2 separate regions of the Mus musculus genome follow, and region 1 is linked to region 2. Evidence: chromatin contacts called from public promoter capture Hi-C data. All regions are on one chromosome and are shown on one strand. Each heading gives the region's core, a stretch centred on a gene start, on an enhancer-like site or on the middle of the called end of the contact. The rest is flanking DNA. Distances are from core to core; before and after follow the strand shown. Region 1 holds the start of Ikzf3 (IKAROS family zinc finger 3). Region 2 holds the start of Gjd3 (gap junction protein, delta 3).

Region 1 (2,700 bases), core at 99-2,598, 440 kb after region 2:
CTCATGTCAGTGGAGATGCTGCTATGGTTCTGTGATCTCAGAGACAATGTGAGCCACTCGTGTTATATATGCATATGTACACAAACATGGAATATAGAGTTCACAGACTGCCTATATACCAAGGCACTAGTTAATGTGAGCTCGGGTTCATGTTTTCAGTGTGCTTGCTTAGCTCAGAAGTATGATTTTCTTCAGATACAGATAGATGGCTGATGTACAGTTCTCAACCTTTCCTCTCAAATGTGTGTGTGTGTGTGTGTGCGCGCGCACGTGCACACATCTGTCGGTCTTTTTGAAGACAGGGTCTCTCTATTATAAAGCCCTGGCTGTCCTGGAACTCAATGTGCAGATCAGGAAGGCTTCAAGCTCATGGGGATCTCCTTGCCTCTTGCCTTCCCAGTGATGGGATCAAAGGTGTTGCACCCCCATACCTGGCTTCAAATATATTTGTGTAACTAACAAGATGATGAAAGTGGGACCATTCCTTCCACCCTGTTGGCATCGTTAGAAATGCCCCTCTGAGCCCCATCTCTTAGGACTTCAGCGTGATGAACCGCTGAGCTTTGAAAAACTGTTCTGCCTTCAGTTCCTCTCCCCCCTCCCTCCTGTCAAATGCTTTCCTCTCTAAAGTGTAGATGATGGGAAAGGATGTTGATTGGCACGCCTCTGTGAACCAACACCTTCCCTTGACTTAGTCCCTCTACCCCACATAGCTTCACTCTGTATTCTTCTGACACACCATACGTGGGTTTTTGTAAAGTGTCCTATTTAGAGGAAAGAAGATTCGTAGGAAATGAACACACATATGTACTGCTGTCTTTTTTTTTCTTTCTCTCTCTTTTTCTTTTTTCAGCGCTGGCAAACCAACCAGTTCTCAGAAAGGACAGCAAAATGAGAGAATTGTTCCCTCAAGTTAAAAAGTTGGAGAGCCGTAAATGCCAACGCACTTTTGAACTATCTATAAATCTGAACCAAAGACTTTTTAAAGTTTGTTTTCTGAGAAATGGCTCATACTGTAATGTGGGGCTGGCCTGCAACTGATGGCAATCCTCCTGCCTCAGCCTCTCAAGTGCTGGGATCATAGTGGCGGGCCACTCCAACTGGAGTGAAAAACCAAAGGGCGACGGGGGTTGGGGGGAGACCGCCATAAATAACTCAATGAAGTGAGTTCTCACTGACAGTTCTCAAGACCGTCATCCCTGAGTCTAGATAAAAAGTTCCAGGTCCTTCCGTGTCAGGCAAATCTGGAAGTTGGGCTTACGCACACCGCTCGGCTCTCCTTGCGACAGCGCCCTCATCCCCGGTGTTTCTCAAGTAGACGTCCCGAGACGGTCGCTGAGGCACTGTTTCCACGCGATCAGGGTTCCTCAGGCTTGACATTCAAAAGTGGGTGCGGAACCCGCGGCACTCGGAGCGTGCTTTAAAGCGGCCGCCAGCCAGCGCCGCTCTAACCTCGCGCCCCGGCTGCCGGCGGCTCCCGCCCTGCATCTGCGCCGACGCGACCGAGCGATCCCGGGGCCTCCCTGCGCCCGGAATCTCCCGCCAGCCGCGCGGGTCCCCACGGCAGCAGCACGTGGAGCGGCCGCGGAGCCTGAGCGACAGCTGCAGCCCGCGCGGCCCGCGGCGACATGGAAGGTGAGCTCGGCGCCGCTGCGCTGGGGGCTTTGAGCAGCCGGAGCGGCGCGCGCTCAGAGGCTCGGCTGGCTTCCTTCTGAATCTCGGTTTTGCTTCTATTTATTTCTTTTAATTTAAATGCGTGTCCGTTCTCAGACACCCCCTCCCCCAACTTGGGAAAGTGCTAAGTTCTCTTCAGTTTTATTTCTTGGGGGTTGTGAGACGGGGGCATATGTATGGGTCACCTTAAATCTGCAAAGGACAAACAGTCTTGGGTGTCCCTAAGTTTGGCACCAAACCTGGGACGGAATAATCTCCCCCTCCCCCGGGTTGGGGGTGGGGGGGACGCTCCGCGGTCTCAGTCTCCATAGGAATTAGTTTAATCTTAGTTACTTGAGTCTACTTTTCTGTAATGTGACTTTTCTGTGAATACTGTCTTAGTGGCTAAGGGCATATTTGAAAATGATTAGCAATTGTAGTTAGTTAGCTTGGAAATCAAATGAACTTAAAAAAAAAAACAAAAAACAAAACCAAAGGGGGGAAAAAACCCGAAACAAAAATAAGGCTCACGTTAAGGGTTTCATTTGAATTCATTTCGGAAGTTATAGCTTTGCTTCTCAGAAGCCTCGCAGTATGAACTTCCTTAAGATAAGTGCAATTTCACATTTTCAACAAGTGTTTCTAAAACTCTGAAGATGGAAGATGTGGCTCAACTTTGGGGGAGGAGAGGTGGCCCTGAGAAAATCAGAAGTTGAGCGCTGCATTCGTTTAAAGGAGAGAGATACTGACGCTTACCTAATTGAAGTGTTGGTCTGTAAATATTATGAATATCACAGTTACTTTCTTCATGATGGTTGAAGAATCTCTTTTAACACATGAACCTTGATCTTTTGGCATCTTTATTTAGTTCTAGTGTATGTGAAGCTATGAAATATGATTAACAAGTTTGGAACACAGTTAAATATGATAAAGCTTTGTTTCACAATGCAATTGAGTGGAACACAGCCCTTAATTCTCAGCTTGTGCATGGTATGCTGGTAAATGTGGCTTCTTCTTCTTCTTCTTTTTCTTCTTCTTTTTCTTCTT
Region 2 (2,700 bases), core at 109-2,608:
TACGGTAAGGTCCTGGCCAGCTTGAACTACACAGCGAGACTCTGTCTCGGAACAAAGTAAGAATCTTAGAGTTTAGCTGGCTCAGGTGACAGACCAAGAGATCTTAGCCCAAGTGACCTACATGGCTCATCCAAGGTCCAATAGTGGCAGAACCAAAAGCCCCCCCCCCCCAAAGCCATATTTGTTGTCCCCTAAAAGCCGAAGTTATCTCCCTCTGGCCCACAAGACCCTTCAAAAATGGGGTCAGTTGGTTGTGGTGGACCTAGTCTTCAGTTTGAGGAGTCTGCCAGGAGATAGGGTTCCCATGATTGATCTCTCTGGCTCCCTCAATTAAAAAAAAAAATGTAGCTCTAGTTAGCCTCCGTCCATCGCCAGATGGAGACATGGCTATGGGATGGGCATGGGGGGTAAGGGATGGAAAGAGAAGGCAGGAAGGACCCAACAAGGGGTGTGGCCCTGGATCTATTTCCAGGGTGGAGCCGGACCACAGGTCACCCTGTCCCTTTAAGAGAAGGGGGAGAGCTAGCCCCTCTCAGCCATACTTGTCCTATCATCCATCCCGGCCAAAGCCAAAAAGGAAAATGAAAGAGGGACCCAGAGGGACAGGTCCCAGCTGTCTCTCAAGGTCCTCCGCTCAGCTCTAAGGCCCAGGTCCCGGGGTAAGTGGGGTTGGGGACATCTAGAGGCCACTAAGGGTCTACAGGGACGGGACGTGGTGTATTCTGTGTGTCTGGGGAGGCTTACAAGAGATGCTTGATAATTGCTATCAGAGAGGAGTCGAGGGGGCTGTGCCCGGTCTCCTTGGCTGAGGTTGGTGAGGAAGGGAAGATTGAGGGCGGGCGAGAGATCCTAAGTTGGAAAAACAGGCTTCTGTGTCAGCTTCCAACCCCAAAAGGCGTTCCCTGCTGCGAGGTGAGAGAGAAAGGAGACAGTGGGGGCTCACCCGGCCTGGCCCTCCCCTTGCTCCCAGGGGTCTCAAACAGAAGGAACGTAGAATTCTAGACTCCAGTAGCCGCTCTTGCTCCTGGCACAAAAAGCCAGGCCAGCAAGGTTGGCCCTGAAGAAGAACCTAGAATCTGGGGAACCTTAGGGTCTCCCTAGCCAAGCAGGCCCAGGCCAGGTGTGCGGGGAAATCCCTCCTCAGCACCCCTCTATGCCCATATGAAGGAATCCCATAGCTGAGGATGGACTATCCTCACACTCTGACATTAACTCATTAAACCCCAGAAAATATTCTTTCCCTGGCGCCCTCCGAGATTGTTGAGGGACGGGGGTGGGGGTGGGGGTGGGGGGTGGCGGGGGACAGGGGGTATTCAGCCCGCCCCAGCCTGTGACTACCCCCTTTCCTCGTCCCCAGCGTCATGGGGGAGTGGGCGTTCCTAGGCTCCCTGCTGGACGCGGTGCAGCTACAGTCGCCGCTCGTGGGTCGTCTCTGGCTGGTGATCATGCTGATCTTCCGCATCCTGGTGCTGGCCACGGTGGGAGGTGCGGTGTTCGAGGACGAGCAGGAGGAGTTCGTGTGTAACACGTTGCAGCCCGGCTGTCGCCAGACCTGCTACGATCGCGCCTTCCCGGTGTCCCACTACCGCTTCTGGCTCTTCCACATCCTGCTGCTGTCGGCGCCGCCGGTGCTGTTCGTCATCTACTCCATGCACCAGGCCAGCAAGGAGGCGGGTGGTGCGCAGCTGGCCCCGCCGTGCGCGCGCGGGCGTGCCGAGGCGCCGTGCTCCCCGTGCGCCCTGCGCGCTCGCCGCGCGCGCCGCTGCTACCTGCTGAGCGTGGCTCTGCGCCTGCTCGCCGAGCTGGCTTTCCTGGGCGGCCAGGCGCTGCTCTACGGCTTCCGCGTGGACCCGCACTACGCGTGCGCCGGGCCACCTTGTCCGCACACGGTCGACTGTTTCGTGAGCCGGCCCACCGAGAAGACCGTCTTCGTGGTCTTCTACTTCGCCGTCGGGCTGCTGTCGGCGCTGCTCAGCGTGGCGGAGCTGGGTCACCTGCTCTGGAAGGGTCGCCAGCGCGCCAAGCTGCTCCCGCCGCCGCCGCCGTCGCCCTCTTTGCCATCGCAGCGCGGGGACCCCGACCCTTTCGGCCCGCCAGCCTACGCGCACCGCTCACCGGCAGGCGACAGCGAGGGCGAAGGCGGCAGCGGCCACAGCAAAGCGTCGCTGGCTACCGTGCGCCAGGACCTGGCCATCTAGCGGCGAGATCGGAGGCTGGATATCAGCACCCGGGTCCTTGGAGGCAGAAGGCTTTGCTTCTGAAAGACTGCGTAGGACCCTGCCTGAGCAGAAGATGAGCAGAGGGGACCGCCAGGGTTCGGGTGGGGGAGGTGTCGCACTTCCTAGTGCTGGTTACGGCAGCCGTGTTAAATCAGGGAGGCTCCTCGGTGCTGTGATCCCTGCGGAAAGGGAGGACGCCAAGGGCTCCCCTGAGAGGCGGCAAACCGGCCGTGGGTGACCTGATTGTTGCACCGGGGACAAAAATCAACAGTGATGGCAACATTCCCAGGTTCCCTGCTAATTCAGAGAAGAGTGGTTTTCCGTGAGCGCTCTGCACACACTCTCTCTGGACACACTCAGATGGGTTGGCTGCTCAAGCATAGTAAACCTCTATGAGCTGTGTGTATTTGCATGTGTATGCTTGTGAGGGTCCGCACATGCGTGTGTCCACACGTATACATCTCCCAAGTGACAGGCGATA

The links. Promoter capture Hi-C pulls out the DNA fragments that hold promoters and counts their contacts.
Region 1: a promoter capture Hi-C map of liver shows a contact between it and region 2, with 2.9 times the contacts expected there. The contact joins the promoter of Ikzf3 here to the promoter of Gjd3 in region 2. A contact is called at or near these places in 1 of 39 promoter capture datasets (liver) and 1 of 9 other capture datasets (pancreatic islet).

Annotation. Positions count from the first base shown.
Region 1 is chr11:98,544,679-98,547,378 of GRCm38.p6, reverse strand. Ikzf3 (IKAROS family zinc finger 3) reads left to right here and starts at 1,348. Exons shown (of 8, transcript NM_011771.1): 1 at 1,348-1,635. The coding sequence starts at 1,629.
Region 2 is chr11:98,981,678-98,984,377 of GRCm38.p6, reverse strand. It overlaps Gjd3 (gap junction protein, delta 3), which reads left to right and starts at 1,358. Exons shown (of 1, transcript NM_178596.3): 1 at 1,358-2,700. The coding sequence starts at 1,362. The coding sequence ends at 2,198.